4 separate regions of the Mus musculus genome follow, and all the other regions are linked to region 4. The links are chromatin contacts, called in public promoter capture Hi-C maps. All regions are on one chromosome and are shown on one strand. The core of a region is the stretch at or near the end of the contact, and the rest is flanking DNA. Distances in the headings are between cores, read along the strand shown. Region 1 overlaps Acsl1 (acyl-CoA synthetase long-chain family member 1). Region 2 holds the start of Helt (helt bHLH transcription factor). Region 3 holds the start of Lrp2bp (Lrp2 binding protein). Region 4 holds the start of Trappc11 (trafficking protein particle complex 11).

Region 1 (2,774 bases), core at 83-2,582, 1.0 Mb after region 4:
TTTTTAACATAGCAGCAGAAACTTAACTAGGACAAGTGAACTCATTCCTGTGATCCCAGCATTTGGGAGACCAAGGTAAGAAAAGACTGCTGCAAGTTCAAGGCTACCCTGAGCTCCACAGTGGGCTCTAGACCAGCCTCAACTACAGAGGTGGACCATCTTAAAAAAACGAGGCCAAGCAAAACAAAACCCAGAAGCAACTCTTAGCACGCAGGCCTAACCCTGGTCCAATAGGCAGGTGGGAATTTTGTCCCGTATCTTTAGGTGGCTGAGCAGCACTGGGATGACAGTGGCATTGGGTACCATACCCAGCCCTTCAGAGACAAGGCCGTATGGAAGGACTCACCTCCAGAGCTTTGAGGCTGATGATTTCCACCCCACACTTCTTGCCTCGTTCCACCAGATCACTGCCGTAGGAGTCCATGATGACTATGATTTTAAGGCATGGTGTTAACTTGTTTTCTACACCTTCTAATAAGAGTTTGGCTTTTTCTGGCTTGTCAGCAAAAATCACAGAGAGTTCAGCTGTAAATGAAGAGGTGATAAGGAGTGAGCCCTAGGATGCTAAAAGCTTGACACACAAACACTAGCATGCCAGAGTGATGCACACTGAAACGTAATATCCCCTTCCAAGCAGATATATAAATGTAAAGTCATCGAATCAAGCCTATACCTAGGGCTATGGTGGCACAAAGACAAAGACATACCTTTGTTCACTATGTAGGTGATGGCGTCAGCTCCAAGGGTGTCATAGAGCGGGACGACCACCATTGAGTAAGAGAAGCATCCTTGCTCGACGATCACCCACTGAATGGTAAAAGTCACAGAGAGAGAATGAGATGGCTCCCCAGAATCACTCACTGCCAAGGGCAATGCTCAGAGAGTCAAATTAGAAGCATCCACTGCAGCAAACTTAACGTCTGTCTCCCACCGTGTGCCAGGTTCCAGGAGAGTTCAAAGCAAACAAGAAGACTTGCTCCTCCTTTTAAACTTTTTCATATTCTTGAAATCTTCTCCTTATATCCCTTTAAAAATTAATCTTTAAGTTTGCATACAACAATCTGCCCTTCCTTAAAATCAAGCTGTACTGATGTAAGCGTTTGAGGAAACGATCATTACAGGCTAAGACAGCGGAAAGTGGTCTTGAAAAAAAAAATCCCCTTAGTAAAGTGACCAGGGACAGCAGTGATACAGTAACTGGGTCACCTTACCACTAACCTCAGCTGCCTAGAACTGACTGATCTCCCAGGCACATGTGGCACTGTCCCTCTTCAACTGCAAGACACGCCCTTATCTCAGCTGCACTTTTCAAATGGCATACAGGATGCTGATCACAGCACAGAAAAGGGAGCAGCTGCCGTGGGAGAGGACCGATCCGTCACAGGCATGTGGTGTGGACTCGGCGCTGTGCCTGTGGTTTTTGCTTTGTTTTAAGATTTCCTCCAAGACTCTACTCAGGATCTCTCCTTGGCTGGGCTCCCACAGTCCTTTCCTGTATCCACACGTATCACATTTCAGAGAAACCATCAGTAATCTATCCCTTAAAACGAAGGATCTGTTTTGTGGTTTAGGTAGATGATAACAATTCTATTGATGGAAAAAGCTTGGATCTGTCCCTGAGATTCAAAAGAAAACCAAGTCACCCCTTAAGACTAAGCATGGGCCAGCCATAGACAGTGACGATTCTTCAAGGAACATGAGACCCATGGATAGAAGAACTTATAAAACCAGACACAACACAGGGACAGGAAAACCAAGACACTTTTCTGGACATAAGCAGCAATAAAAAAAAAATGATGCTTGAATTTTTCCAAGATAGTTATTGCTGATATAACTTGTTAGCAGTACTTTAAAAGTAACACCCCATTTTAAGTCTTTTTTTTCTAAAATTATTTTTAAGTGTGTGTGTGTGTGTGTGTGTGTGTGTGTGTGTGTGTGTGTGTGTAGGTACCCATAAGACCAGAGGAGTTGGAGCTTTGAGTACTTGTGAGCCACCTGATGTAGGTTCTGGGACGGAAACTCTGGTCTCTGGAGGAGCAGTGTGTGTCTGCTCTGAACTACTGAGCCTTCTCTCTAGCCCCTCAAGTCTCTTTTCTTAAGTACTACGTGTGAGCCTCCATATCCAATCAACAGCTGTAAATCTATAAGGAGAGCAGCTCATAGCGCATATTTCACAGTATCTTAGGTTTGGAAATTTGATCGAAAGGAAGGAAGGCTCAGACCTCTCAGGAGGAAGAGTTTGCTACTAACAAAAATGTATCCGAGCTTCTCTGCTGTAATTTATTATTAACAATTTACTAACCCTGTTTATCCAGTCTCAGAGGTAGCCCTTGAAGGTAAGAAACTTCTGATTTGACACTTTTTTTCTAAGAATTTTGTTTCATGACCTGAATTAAGAAAACTCAAAACAAACAAAACAAAAAATTAAGGGGAGATGATTTTTTTTTTCTCTTGAAAGTTGAAGAGAAATTCTCAGTTCTCATTTTCATACCTGGAACTTTCTAAGACAAACCGCAAAGCCTTATACTCAGCCTAAACCAGAGAACAAAGCCTAGTCCCCAGCAGCTGCAGGGGGAACCACGAAGGGCCCTGGAGACCCAGCACAGTGAGCGGCTCTGCCGGCTCCTGGTTAATACCTCGGGTCTGTTTTGAGAGAAGAGGCCGATGAACTGCTCGGAGCAAGGCTTGAACCCCTTCTGGATCAGCCCGGAGCCTATGCACTCAGCCAGTTCTGCCACCTGCAACAAAGGGAGGCAGAGGCGCCAGTTAGGAAA
Region 2 (2,700 bases), core at 16-2,515, 1.2 Mb after region 4:
CCCCACATGCCCAGAGGCAGCAATGAGAGGTTGGTTGGTAGAGGTCTGGGGCTGTACAGCAGGCTCAAGGCAAAGACACAGCGAGCAAAGAGAGAGAGTTCCCAGGAACTGCCACCCCCTCCTTCCCTCTGGGCCTGTCCAGTAAGTTTCCTTCTGAGTTTCTGTCCGTCTCTTCCCTCCCCCCCCCCCATATTTCGCTTTCTAAAACCATAAAAAAGAGATCAAATTCCCTAACTTCACGGGACCCTTTTCAGTGACAAATATTGATGCCCAAAGTGTCTGCGCTCTCCCGCCCCCAAACGTTAAGAAAAGGCGCCCGCGAGAGGGGGACATAAAAAGTTAACAATGCTGTGAAAATATGTTTGCAAAAAATAGACAATCGTTGGATTAAACGTATTCAAGTATGAAATAATGCCTTTTTGTGTCAAAACTTGGGCGATGGGCGGGTACAAAAGTTCCCTGTGGCAGCTACTTGCTCCCTTTGTGAGCTGTGCGCTTTGGCGTCTCCACTTGGGCGCATTACCCAGAGCCCTCTAAGCGCGATTGTTTCTCCCTTTCTAATGACATTTACCGGATCAAAACATGCTGTTAATTCGATCAGAAGGCTTCACCCTCCCTGACAAAGCCACAATAATTTCTCCTGAAGTTTGTTAAATTGACCAAAATTAGGCAAATGAATAGGGGTCTGTAGGCGCCCCCTCATGCAGGTGACGGCGCATAATGCTCGCCTGGGCCAGCTGCATTCTCCCTTTTCTTCTCGGCCCACTCTCCTCTGTGTTGCCCCAATCCTCCCACCCCCCTCACACACACACACACACACACACACACACACACACACACACACACACACACACACCCGCCTGTCTGTCCTCCACCCCACTCTTGGCATTATTAAAATTTAGCCCAATGAAACTATTCATACTTTTCAATGGACATTTTCCTATAGGATAATAGGCTACAAATTGAGCCTCTTCCCCCCGCGAAGAGAGAGCCGGAGGGGGGAGAAAAGAAAGCAGAGGATTTGGTCAGAGACTGGGGCGGGGGGAGGAGAGAGTCGCGTGCCAAAGGCCCGCGGGAGGGGCGAAGCGAGGCGGGAGCCTCGTGTGCCAGCCGCAGCCCCACACCTGCCGGGATGTCCGGACAAATAAAGCGGTGTAAACAAAAAGGGGGGAGACGGACGTGTCACCAAGTCGTGTGAGAAAAGCCTGGGAACAAACGGGGCGCCTCCGTCTCCAGAAGCTCTCCCTTGAACCCGGCGGAACAGCCTATTAAAGGCTTACTTAATTACTTTAATGACTCTGGACAGGCTTTAAAACGCACTCGGCGCTGGGACCGCGGGCTTGCTGGGATTTGTAAACAGGCGATCGTGTGAGACTCAGCGGTGGGACTAAAGGAAGCGACGCTGTTTTGTGAAGGTCCTCGCCCCCCGGTGCCCGCAGCCACTGCGCCCCTGCGCTCTGCGCCGGCTAAGAGTGCAGGCGCTCGCTGGTCCGCCGGCTCCAGTTTCTCGCCCCCTCTTCCTGAGGTGCCTGTTGCCATGCAAATGTTATTCCTGGACGAATCACGTGTCCTTTGAAGAGCCACGTGGATTAACAAAGCTGATCTGCCCCCACCTCGCCCCCCTCGGCTGCTAAAAATTTTTTTGTCAACTTCTTTAAAACTGACCTTGAATGCATACATGCTCCAAACGCAGAACTCCTAATCCTATGGAATAATTCAGCGCGTGAGAATGCACTTGCAGTCCTAGATGGCTGCTTTATAAAGGGAGCCCCCTCGGACCTGGGAGGCTGCAGTCTACCTGGAACACTTGAAGAGGCACACGAGGTGGAACGTGGACGAGTGCCTCGCGCCACCGCCTCTGCCGAGGGCGCGCACGCACACCAGAATGTCTGACAGGCTCAAGGAACGCAAAGTGAGTTCCTTGCGCTCTGGTGGTGGAAGAGTGTGACTCACCAACTAACCTGACATCTGGCTGGATAGATGACTAAGATGTGCCACCCAGAACTTTAAGTGTGGAGAAATCCAGAGTGGTTTGGAAAGGGAACAGAGACTGGAAGGAGAGTCCTTGATTGGAGACAGCTCACTCTGGGAGGCGGGTGGCCACGTCCCAGAGCCTTGGCACTTAGCTTGGCCTTGGCAGGGATGTGTAGGGAAGTTGAACGGCAAGAGAGCCAGCCAGCACGGACACAGAGCTCTGAGTCCGGGGACACAGAGCTCTCTTGGTCTAGTGTGGCGGGGCAGGGGTCTCTTCGGGTTGGCGAATTAGTGACCCTTGTAACACAGAAGCTTTGCCTTGGATGACTCCTTGGGCGAAGCCATCTTAAATGCAAAACTTTCTGTTTACAGAGAACCCCGGTTTCTCATAAAGTGATAGAAAAGAGAAGGAGGGACCGAATTAACCGCTGCTTGAACGAGCTGGGCAAGACAGTCCCTATGGCCCTGGCGAAACAGGTAACGTTTGTGGTGCTGGGTACTCCCCCACTGTCACTCTCTGCAGAGTCCCCAAAGTCTCTACAGACGCTGCTGGCCTAAGAGAACTCGCCCCACTCTGGGCGGCAGTAGCCTCTCTGACGCCAGCATCTTCCTGGCTGCTCCCCTACAGAAGACAGAGAGCATGTGCGTGGGTCTGCTGTGGATGGGCCGCCTCTAAGCTCCTGTGGGGTTTTTGCAGAGTTCCGGGAAACTGGAGAAGGCGGAGAT
Region 3 (2,700 bases), core at 92-2,591, 1.5 Mb after region 4:
ATTCAGAAAGGCAAAAACGGTGTTAGTTATATAACGTGCAGGTTCTCTCGTGAAGCCACACGTAACGTAGAATTCATTAGATGCTGTTAATCTCAGTTTCTTTCCAACTTCTCATCCCTAAAGCTTAGCTCAGAGAAAGAACATAACCTAAGCAGAGTCATGATCACAGCACCAACACACACCTGGCATAATCAAGAAGTGTTTATTGTGCTTGGGTGAGGGTTCACTGCCGGGTAGGCACTCCAATGCAGTCTCTGCATGCACTGGGCAAAGCTGTCTGTGAATGAGTTAAACTCTTAGCCTGAGCCATGTTAGGACTACTAATCAAATGGGCTGGCCATCTCCAGTTTAGTTTTTACAAGCTTATGTAAAAATAGCTTTCAGTATCCATTTGAAGTAAAGCGCAGCGTTGCGCTCTCTGAGGGAAGCAACATCTGGCGTCTCTTTTTTAGAACGAATCCCTAAGTGCTGGGGGGGGGAGGGGTGAAAATGTAATCAGGCTTGAATTGTGAAACACCTCCAGGATCAGCTTGCTGTCTGAGTAAGAAGGTCACTAATCTCCAGGAAAGCCAGAAAGGAGTATAACATTAACTACCTCCTGGAAACCAGTGGCATGGGTTTTTGTTTGTTTGTTTTGTTTATTCTAAGCTTACATGGAATTTCAGTAAAAATAGTTTCCAAGCAAGAATTAACTATTCAGATGTATACCGGGCTTTTCCTTCTTCCACTGGAAGAATTTCTGTTGTTTGGCAGCATACTGAGACAGAGAGAAAGGGTTTTTGGGCAACTTCTCGCTGCTCAGCTTCATCCTGTCTCCACAATGTGGGTCCTGTTAAGGAAGAACACATAGGTGGTTACAATTTCTCCTCCCGGGAAAGCACCAAGGGAGACTTCACTCCCCATCACAGAAGCATCTGCCCCACATTGCCTGGCCAAGGGACCCTGAGCTAGCAACAAATCCCGACTGGCTAAGGATTCACACATGGCAGGGGGCGTCCTGTCATTCCCAACTGCTGCCACTCAGTGGCAACAGACTACACCGCTCACAGTCGCTGCTCCTGTCACGGAGGACTTTCCTGTCGCCCTTTAACTGAAACTGGCCAGAGTAATCCGTTTCGGATGACAGGATGCGTCTGTTTTACCTGGGAATACACTGTGTTTTAGCTCTGTTGCTCAGTCTTCTCTTCCAGTCTGTACTGGATTGCCATGTTACCAGATGGACCACTGCTGCATGGTAAATCAGAGCCTTCATATAAAATGTAGGGGCCACCTCATTTGGGTTGAAGGAGTCCAGGTTGGCCTAAGCTGAGAGTAGTGAAGACAGCAAACTCTGTTGTTGCTATGCTTTTTTTTTTTTCTTTCTGTTTTGGTCTTTGACATTCTACTGGTTCAACTTACTTCCACCAATCAGGAGCCAGCGCCCAGGCCAGGTCTCTCTGATTGGTGGTCTACAGAAGTTCTTAAGAGAAGCTTTGTGTGATTGGAAAGCTGCATTTACATACTTACAGGATACTATTTTAGGCAACACGCTGCTTCATTGGATGAGAGTGGAACTCAAAAAAAAAAAAAAAAAAAGACATGGTTTACTAAGTCAGCAAAAAATAAAAATAAAATAAAATCACTGAAATGTCTGTATGTGGGAGGAGTTAATTAAGAGCTAATTTCTTTATCTGTAGTTTGAAATAAAGGTTCTTAAAGTGTCCTTTCCTTGATATACAAAGTTAATGGGCCCAGCATGGTGGCGAAATGTCTTTAATTCTGGCACTCAGGAGGCTGAGGTTAGCAGATCTCTGCTAGTACAAGGCAGCCTGGACGAAATAGTGAGACCCTGTCCACAACCAGACAAAAAACAAAGTTGCTGGTTACTGGGTTGGAGATGTGGTTTCAGCAGTTAAGAGCATCAGGGTTTAGTTCCCAGCACACCACAGGGCATCTCACAACTGTCTGTAACACAGTTCCTGGGGATTGGATGCCCTCTTCTGACTTATTCAGTCACTAGACACATGTGCCTAGTGTACATGTACACACATGTATCTCTCTAGTGATACACATACACACATGCAGTCAAACCACTCATACACATAAAAATAGAAAGAAATTAATTAAAACAAAACAACAACAACAACAAAAAAAAACAAGTCAAAGTGTTTCCAGAGGATCTGAACTTGGTTCCCAGAAGCCACCTTGAGTGGGTCCCAACCACCTGTAGCTCCAGCTCTAGAGAGTGACCACCCACTTCTCGGCTCTGCTGGCACCCCTCACATGGGACATATATGCATGCAGACACACATACACATACTCATAAGAATAAATCTTTAAAAAGTAAAGTAATTGGATTATGTATATTGCAAAATCTAAGTTTCCACTAAAGAATATAAAGTTCCCAATGAACGAAGCCACATGTGTAAGATATATAGAAGAAAGCAATCCAAATATGACAGCCTACTGTCAACCACCACTCACAAACTAGATGAAAAGATGTTATTTCTCTGAAGACATTAATACAGTGTGCTACTATCTAACAAGGTTTAGAGCAGAGGTTCTCAACCTTCCTAATGCTGTGGCCCTTTAATACAGGTCCTCATATTGTGGTGACCCCTCCAACCATAACATTATTTCTTTGCTACTCCGTAACTATAGTTTTGATAACTGCTATAAATTGTAATGTAAGTATCTGGTATGTAACCCCAAGGGCTCATG
Region 4 (2,738 bases), core at 153-2,652:
GCAACATATTCAAAACAAACAACAAATTACTATGTATCTACTACTACACAAGGAGTCTACTGCTACATAAGATTTGTCTTCTTTGTTTGAGAAGGCATTTTTGGAACACCAGGCTAGTCTCAAACTCTGACATCAGCCTGCCTCTGCCACCCTAACACTGGGATTAAAGGCGTACACCACTACCGCCAGGTGGGATTTATCTTCTAATCCTTACTCTACCACGTTCACCAAGCTAGGGTGCTCTTTTTCCTTTTTCATCTGGACACATTACAGAGTTGGAAAGTTCAATGACAGGTGATTTATAGGACCTATTCCTTCCGACTTTGATATTTTGCAAAGCAAACAAACCACCACCACCAATAACAACAACAACAAAAACCAAAACACAAACTACAAAATTCTGATTGACATGAGGATGCTCAAAAATATTGTATATCCCTCAACAACAGACTGAGGAGTGACTTCACTGAGCATTATGGACAGAAACCGAAACACCAGGGTCATTCATTTTTCTGTAGAGATTTTACTTACTCGATCGACCCTTTCCACGAGACCACAAGTTTTCAAATTTAAAGGCGTTCAGATTTGAAGACAGAATAACTCGACACACAAGCGCTAAGCCACACAAGGGATTTAAGGACGGCCAAGTGCTCTAGGGTCGTGGACCAAGGACACTCATCTTACCAAGGAAATCTAGGAAGACCTAAATACAAAAATGACAAATGAGGGAAGCGGGAGGCTGAGTCTCACGTAACCCATTCGTGCTTGCTGGCCATAAGGTTGCCCAGTGCTATCTGGCAGGGGAACCACCAACGTGGGACATCCGGACAGGCGAAGAAGGTTCTCAGAGCAAAGGACACGTGCGAAGTCTGGGTGCTCCACGTCGTGACCTGCGCCGGGACAGGGGTGTCTAGTCCTGGGTTCTCACCTCTTGGTCCTCGTTGGCACCCATCGTGCCGGGCGCACGGCGTTCGCTACCGCGATGAACGGGCGGGCAGCGGGCGGGAGGCCGGGGCACCCCGTTTCCGCGCCTCGGTCTAGAGAAATCCTCCTCGCAGCCGTGGGTACGACCTCGTGCGCTCCAGATCCTCGGCAGCACCAAGCCACCGGCAGTCGATTGTGGGCCGGGAACCCAGGATCGCGTTATGTGTGATCGGGAACCGGGATCACGTTAAGGGACACCTAGACCTCTGACCAGTTACTGATGGGCGGTACCGAGGAAGCCCCGCCCCTTCTCACGATCGCGTCTCCTATTGGCTCCTTCTCTTTCCGCCCCCAACTCTTTCTCCTCTAGGAAATGGAACACCTTCCTAACAAGGAAACCCGTTCTATTCCAGGACTGGTGTGGAGTGCTGTCACTCAAGCCCAGGAAGTGCTTCCTGTGCCAGCGGAGGCGGGGAAAAGGAAGTGTCGCCTTCTGTCGCCCGGTCTGCGGCTGGGGCTGTTGCTTGTCGGTGGCCGCATTCCTAGACGCCCCTGCCTGGCTCTCTTGCCTCTTTCGGGGCTGACGGCGACTCGCCGCAGCTGCAGCGGGTCCAGGGCGTGCGGCCAGGGTGAGTTGGGCCCAGAGACCTTCCAGGCCAGGCTATCCCGGCTGGCTTGGTGGCCTGCGTTTCCCCTTGGCGTCCACCGATGCAATCTTGGCGTTTCTCCTTCCCCTGCAAAGAATTATTGCCAGAGAGGTGGGAGTGGTGGAGGAAAATAATGTCAGTTTCTAGGACTTTGAGGTTATTCTCCTTGCCCAGTGGCAGCTACTAGAGCCTAATGCTGAGATCCTAGGGACAGCCCTTTGGTTCTTCATTTGAGCGTTTTGCAATCGGATGTCTCTGAATCCTTGCTTGTTAGCCGGTGACTTGCATCCCAAACCACCTGTTTATTGATAGCCGTCTTCTTTAGTAGATACTCTGATTGGGTTAGCTTGTTTCTCTTCTATGATAGATTGCACTGACGAGGTGATCTGGTGCTGAGGACTTAACTTTGTACTTCTCCATGTTCCCTCTCTGTCAATGGTTTGCTTGGTTTCTCCATTATTTTCCGGGAAATCAGGAAGCGATTTCTTTCCTGTGTGTCACTGAAATCTATTCAGTCAACACTTGTCCTGTTCCGTTCCTTTTTAAATTTTCCTACAGCATAGTCAGGACCATTGCAAGTGTCCAAGCTTGTAAGGTAGAATAAAGCCGGGATTGCTGGTGTAGTTTTCATGACGTTGTTGGAAAAGATTTACACTGTCAGCTGTGAGAGCCAGTAACTAAGGGAAGGCTAGAGAGCACTTGAAATCTGCTAGTTTAACGGAGGGTGTGCAGTTCCTATAAAATACGCACAGGCTTGAAGACAATGCACAAATAGGTTTTTACAAGTTCATCGATAACTTATAATGATGTTTGGAAAATATTGTTGGCTAAAATAGAATATATCTAAAATCCCACATCTTTCTTTTTCTTTTGGGGGGGAGTTGGGAGGCTGTCTTTGATATCTCCATAGCCCTGGCTGGCCTGAAACTGCCCCCTGCCTCTGCCTCTCCAATGATGGGTTTTCAGGAGTGCTTTCTGAGCCAACTTCTCTTTTCCCTTCTAACATAACTGCTGGAAATTTTGACTTTTTTTTTCTTTGATTCATGCTGTATACCTCTCAGGTGGTGCTAATTTTAAAACTTTGCAAGTTTATTCTACTTCCCCTTATAGCCGGTCAATATTCAAGGGCCACAGCTATTTCTTTGGAGCCTCTAAGATCAAGGGAAA

Evidence for each region. Promoter capture Hi-C pulls out the DNA fragments that hold promoters and counts their contacts.
Region 1: a contact with region 4 is called in a promoter capture Hi-C map of pre-B cells, with 3 times the contacts expected there. The contact joins the enhancer-like site here to the promoter of Trappc11 in region 4. A contact is called at or near these places in 3 of 39 promoter capture datasets (the HPC-7 cell line, hippocampal neurons and pre-B cells) and 2 of 9 other capture datasets (adipose tissue and liver).
Region 2: a promoter capture Hi-C map of embryonic stem cells shows a contact between it and region 4, with 3 times the contacts expected there. The contact joins the promoter of Helt here to the promoter of Trappc11 in region 4. A contact is called at or near these places in 3 of 39 promoter capture datasets (embryonic stem cells, hippocampal neurons and pre-B cells).
Region 3: a promoter capture Hi-C map of pre-B cells shows a contact between it and region 4, with 6 times the contacts expected there. The contact joins the promoter of Lrp2bp here to the promoter of Trappc11 in region 4. A contact is called at or near these places in 5 of 39 promoter capture datasets (hippocampal neurons, liver, neutrophils and 1 more) and 1 of 9 other capture datasets (adipose tissue).

Annotation. Positions count from the first base shown.
Region 1 is chr8:46,511,324-46,514,097 of GRCm38.p6, reverse strand. It overlaps Acsl1 (acyl-CoA synthetase long-chain family member 1), which reads right to left. Exons shown (of 21, transcript NM_007981.4): 5 at 2,637-2,738; 6 at 708-807; 7 at 347-525. Among named protein-coding and RNA genes, the nearest start is that of Cenpu, 39 kb to the left of the region's middle. Within about 2 kb of position 1,332, at least 42 of the 459 cell types and tissues checked have an H3K27ac peak or open chromatin away from gene starts, as enhancers often do. A contact at or near this core is called in pre-B cells, where this site is marked.
Region 2 is chr8:46,293,236-46,295,935 of GRCm38.p6, reverse strand. It overlaps Helt (helt bHLH transcription factor), which reads left to right and starts at 1,265. Exons shown (of 4, transcript NM_173789.4): 1 at 1,265-1,912; 2 at 2,347-2,451; 3 at 2,672-2,700. The coding sequence starts at 1,886.
Region 3 is chr8:46,009,243-46,011,942 of GRCm38.p6, reverse strand. It overlaps Lrp2bp (Lrp2 binding protein), which reads right to left and starts at 1,341. Exons shown (of 9, transcript NM_026278.3): 1 at 1,143-1,341; 2 at 709-829. The coding sequence starts at 808.
Region 4 is chr8:47,532,134-47,534,871 of GRCm38.p6, reverse strand. Trappc11 (trafficking protein particle complex 11) reads left to right here and starts at 1,402. Exons shown (of 30, transcript NM_177240.3): 1 at 1,402-1,553. Rwdd4a (RWD domain containing 4A) reads right to left here and starts at 1,227. Exons shown (of 8, transcript NM_203507.3): 1 at 929-1,227. The coding sequence starts at 952.